2 separate regions of the Mus musculus genome follow, and region 2 is linked to region 1. A link is a contact called in public HiChIP or PLAC-seq data. All regions are on one chromosome and are shown on one strand. Each heading gives the region's core, a stretch centred on a gene start, on an enhancer-like site or on the middle of the called end of the contact. The rest is flanking DNA. Distances are from core to core; before and after follow the strand shown.

Evidence for each region. HiChIP or PLAC-seq counts read pairs in DNA pulled down with a chosen protein or histone mark.
Region 2: an H3K27ac HiChIP or PLAC-seq map of embryonic stem cells shows a contact between it and region 1, with 5 read pairs. The contact joins two enhancer-like sites. A contact is called at or near these places in 1 of 115 datasets of contacts at active chromatin or transcription factors (embryonic stem cells) and 2 of 9 other capture datasets (liver and pancreatic islet).

Annotation. Positions count from the first base shown.
Region 1 is chr3:9,007,071-9,009,770 of GRCm38.p6, reverse strand. No RefSeq gene overlaps it. Among named protein-coding and RNA genes, the nearest start is that of Gm46832, 19 kb to the left of the region's middle. Within about 2 kb of position 1,305, at least 14 of the 459 cell types and tissues checked have an H3K27ac peak or open chromatin away from gene starts, as enhancers often do. A contact at or near this core is called in embryonic stem cells, where this site is marked.
Region 2 is chr3:9,100,044-9,102,743 of GRCm38.p6, reverse strand. No RefSeq gene overlaps it. Among named protein-coding and RNA genes, the nearest start is that of 4930539M17Rik, 39 kb to the right of the region's middle. Within about 2 kb of position 1,368, at least 24 of the 459 cell types and tissues checked have an H3K27ac peak or open chromatin away from gene starts, as enhancers often do. A contact at or near this core is called in embryonic stem cells, where this site is marked.

The DNA of each region.
Region 1 (2,700 bases), core at 56-2,555:
CTTCTAGTCAGAGGGGACTCCTTTGTTTTGTTTTGTTTTTTGTTGTTGTTGTTGTTTTTAATTTGCTTTTTGCCTAGAGCTGGGACTCCTGGCATGTACCACTATGCCTGGCTCTTTAGATTGGGCCTACGAAATAATTTAGGCAAAATTCCTTAGCTTAGTTTCCCTGTTTCAGCATCTCTGGCTTTACCTTATAAAGTTGTTTTTCCTGTCACAGGGTCTGAAGATTAGGACACACACACACACACACACACACACATGCACTCAACATATTTATATGCAACACATATATGCAATATATACATTTGTTTTTATTTATTTATTTACTTTTGAGGCAGAGTCTCTCTATGTAGCTCTGGAGCTCTGGCTGTCCTGGAACTCACTTTGTAGACAAGGCTGGCCACTGCTTCTTTAGTGATAGGATTAAGGTGTACAGCGCTGCTGCCTGGCAGGATTCACATATTTTTGTGCATCTTTGCTGTGCAAGGGGACACACACACACTGAGTTATGCACCAACCAAAGAATGTTTTTCATCTTGAATGTAACAGTGACAACTTCAAAAGTCCATTTTTTTCCTTCAATATGTATAGTTGTTTTCCCTTGTGAATTATTATTTTTCTAATTGTTACTTTTGTCTGTGTGCCTCCCACATCTCTCTTCCTTACCGCCTTTTTGGGGAAGAAGGGACTGCCCACTTCCTGTTAGCCCTTCAGCTCATCCTTTTGCTTTTTCCCCATTCTCGAGACAGAGCCTCAGATAGCCTAGGCTGGCCTGGATAATCTTGACCTTGTGATTCTCCCGCTCCTATCCTGATCCCTTGAGTATTTAAGGTGTGCACTACACGCCTGGGTTTATCCTTGTTTTTTGTTTGTTTTCTTTTCTTTTTTGAACTCTCTTTTGTACCACCAACTCCTGATGCTTGTTTGTGAATGTGCATGGCCTCCTCCCCTGCCCGCTTCCCAGTGCTCAGCCCTGGGAGATCAATTAGCATCACTTAACTTTGTGTACTCTTTGTCCTTGTGGACTTGTCACCTGACTGTAACTTTAGTAGCCTTGGGGAGGAGTAAGCATGGATATAAGTTGGGAAGAGAACTTAAAACCAGTGAACTCTCCAAAGAATGGATTTTATGGTATATAAATTTTATGTCAGTAGAGTACATTTTAAATACTTTTGGTATGTGGTGGTTTTATCGTAAAGCATGACCACAGATTTTAGAGATGAGGAGATTGAACCAGAGACATTTCAGTGAGAGGCCCAGGATAGTGATGGCCAGTGCTGATTCAGCTACATAGTAACAGTATTGTAGCGTTGCCTTTGAGCGAGCAGTGGCCATGCTGGGTATTCAGCACTGCTCCTGTTCTTGTGGTCCTAGCCTAGCCTATTTGCAGGCAACTGGAACTTATACTTAGGAAAGCTGAGCTTGCCGGGTGTGTGTGTGTGTGTGTGTATGTGTGTGTGTGGTGGTGGTGGTGGCGCATGCCTTTAATCCCAGCACTCGGGAATCAGAAGCAGGCAGATTTCTGAGTTCAAGGCCAGCCTGGTCTACAGAGTGAGTTCCAGGACAGCCAGGGCTATAAAGAGAAACCCTGTCTTGAAAAAAACAAAAACAAAACAAAAGCAAAACCAAAAAACCAATATTATCAATGATTCTAAGATAGTGATGATATTTATGCTCTGGGTTGTCTTCAGGATAGATGGGAAAAATGAGACCCCTTGACAGCAGCAACAGCAGATGCTCAGGAGAAAGGGGGCTGCGCTGCTTCTGTGTTTTCTTCCTTCCCAGCCCTCATAACGTAGCTTGATAAATGCCCAGAATGCAGAGTGGCTTAAAAACATACAAGGGGAGTTAAGTGGTCTATAGCTTTTATCAACATAGCCCAGATCAATGCGGTGAGAGCATTTCCCGTTCCTCCTTAGGGATTGCACGTCAAACCTCCATTACTGTTAAGTACTCTTCCCAGGCAATACCTGTTTCTGTACATTTCTAACTTCTTCATTTCATCTCCACCGTCTTTTATACACCTGTGAGGATATAAGAGATAGCTATAATATTGCCTTAAGCAATCCAGTGTTAATACACGACACTAAATTGATCTCTTTCCAAAGTCAGTCTTGACTTCTTGGGCCTCTTAGCCCTTTAGCGCCTTGAATTTTCACGTCCATGCAGGGAAGGCTGGTCTTCTGGATTATGATGACTTCCAGACTGTGCTTTGAGCTGCCTCTTGATTAGCCAGCAAGTCAGAACTGCCCTGGGGTCAGCACACTTAGCAAATAAAAATATTTAGGATGCCTAAGAATTTTGGGTGAATAATGAAAACAAAATTCAGTAAAATATATTGCAATATTATGGGGGAATAAGCTAGTAGTAAAACAAACAAACACACTTGTTATGTATTTGAAATTTAAATTGAAGTAGGTGTCCTGTATTTTATCTGGCAACTCTAGGTCTCCTGAAAGACCACAGCCCGGGCTCCTAGCTTTAGAAAACAACTGCAGTGTGTGTGGGGAAGGAGGCCTCACTATCAAACAGATGCCTCTGTTCACACTGTACCCTTTCTCTAGACCCATGAGCCTCTGCAGGCATGCATTATGAAAGCTCCTGCTTTGGCAGGCTTCCATACATTGTCAGGGCTTTTGGCCTCTTTCCCAGGATAAACTTTTCGATGGCTACTCTTGGTTGGAAGTGTGGTCAAGGAGT
Region 2 (2,700 bases), core at 119-2,618, 93 kb before region 1:
CACGGAGAACAAACCTCAGAGAGATAAAAATAGGCAGATGTTCTCAGCCCCTTGCCTTCGCCCCAGGACATACCTTGTTCATTCCTTGCAGTGGACCTGACCATACCCACCTCTACTTGGTCTGTAGGCAGAGCTTTATATCCCAGCCCATGAGTGTCAGTGGGATGGAAGGGAATACAAGTGACTCCTACTTACCAATACCGGGAGGGCTGTAGCTGAGTAGAAGACAGATTACTTAGCAGGCCTGAGACTCTAGGACCTATCCCAGGCACACAGAGGAAAGGGCCTGATGGTGCAGACCTGTAACCCCAGCTGTCCTGAGGCTGACAGACGCCTGTGTGGACAATTGAGCAGATCGGAATAGAATGGTTAAGGCTCTAGGTCAGTGATGGAGGGCTTGTCTAACATATGCAAGCTCAGGGTCCAGTCTGCAGTAAGAGAAGGATCAAAGCCAAAGCTTGTGACATCTGTGCTGCCGATCTAATGCACACTAGGAATAAGGCACGAGTTCTAGAGCCTCCTTGTATCGATCACCTGAGCTCACACCCACAAGTGTGTAAATTACGAGCTCTGCCTCCCGCCATTTTCCACACTGGGGTTTAGCAAGTTGTGGCTTCTTGTCCTGTGCCACTAAAATAGTGGAGAGATGTTCCAGTGGAAGCCAGTTTGAGCCCCACATACAAGGTGTTCTTTTATATATTATTTACGGTGCAGGGGATGGAACCTCTGGCTTCTCGTGCTAGGCAAGAGTTTTTCCCCACCTCCATATGCAGGATTTAAAAGAGACAGACATAGGGAAGAGGACTTTTAAAAAGGAAGGTCACACTTATTTTTTTTTAAAGTAGTCTGTTTCTGAAGAATTTTGAATGTTGGCAATAGAGCAAGTCACATGAGCTATGTCAGTTGCCTCCCACCCCACCCCTACCCCCAGGAAGAAACCCCTTCTCCACACCTCATTCCCCCAAGATTGGATTTAGATAAATTTACCAGCTAAACCACCCTGAAGATTGCAGAACAATTGGCCTACAGGTGTGGCTAGGAAAAGCCTGGAATTCTCAGGGGTCACCTGAGTGTGGATTTTACATAGCCTCCCTCTGTTCTCCCTGGGGACAGGTCTCTCCCTCTCCCCACCTGCATTATCTATGGAAAGGTTCCTTAGAGCCTGTTTGCAGATTCCCCAACACTCCCCCCTCCACCCAGTCCCCACCCCTCCCACCCCCACCCATTGCACCCTGGCGAGTCCCCGCTGGGCTGGTTCCCAGAACCTCTGAGCTCAAAGGCAAGAGCAGGGTGGGGTGACTTCCCTCCCTGCAGGGAATTCCAGCAGGCCCTCCCCTGGGCTTCTGCTCAGCCCCATTCCCTTGCAATAAGGAAGTTTAAACAATTCTGACTTTGCACCCTACCCTGACAGAGCTCCACTCTGTCCCACAGGCACCAAGGTACACCCTGCATATTTTCACATCTGACTTTAAAGACACCCCAAATAAAACTGACGCTAACATCCATGATCAAAAAGTCCAGTGTTTTCTAAAGAGAAGCATTAAAGAATGACTGTATTAGTATTAACTAAAAAAGTGTAACACGTTATGTCTGATCAGTGATTCATTATATATAACATTAATTGCTTGGTTATATTTGGGCCTGATGAACATTTTTATTGATTGCCTAGCATCTACGACCTATGACATGCTTGCGCGGTACACTTTTAGTCAAATCAGACCAGGCTTTGTTCTCAAAGAGCAGGAAGCCCTTCAGAAAGAGAGCCACGTGCAAATATAAGAGTCTTGGGGAACGAGCTGGAGCAGTAAAGTAATTCAGTGTGGAATGCTTGCCCAACACAGTAAAACCCTAGGTCCAGCTCCACCAGCAAGACAAACCGCCATTATCCTCCTCCTCTTCTTCATCTTCACAGAGAGTTCAACACGCAACAGTTGCAGGGGAGAGCGAGGAGAGCTGTGTCTGAGGGGCTTCTAATGCCCCCAACCATGAGGGCCTGGTTCTCTTTCTTTGCTCCATGGCTCAAGACAAAGCCGTCTCTTGAGACCTTTCTTCTTTCCTGCATTTATTCACTCACTGGTTCATTAAGCAGTGTTCTTTTCCAGGTATGGTGGTATACACCTGTAATCCCAGCATTTGGGAGGCAGAGGAACTCAAATTATCTAGGGTTCAAGACCAGCATAGGCTCCATCACAAGATCTTATCTCAAAAGACGAACAAACAAAAATGTTCTTGTTTGACCTTGGCCATGGCATAGGCCTTGGGAAATGGCAAAGTCTCAACCTCTTGAGGTTTGTCCCTGATCAGGGGAGGCAAGTCAGGAAAAAAAAAGCCTTATAACCATGTTACTAAAATAACTTCACGTGAAGGCTAGAGATGGCCTCACCAGCTGACACCGTGATTTTGATCTCTAGAACCCATATAAAAGCTGGGTGCAGTAGCCTGCACCTCTAATTCCAGGACTCCTATGGGCAAGATGGGACTCAAGACAGGAGAATCGTCTGGAATGCCTAAAAAACATAGTACAGCAAGAGAGACTGCCTTGAAACAGGGCAAGAACTGACCCCTGAAAGTAATTTTCTGACCTCTATACACAGGCAGTAGTGTGAGTGCACACACACAGGACCCCACACACGCACAGGATAGCATGGGTGGGCACGAGCACATGCACGCACATGCGCACACACACACACAAATAAAAGA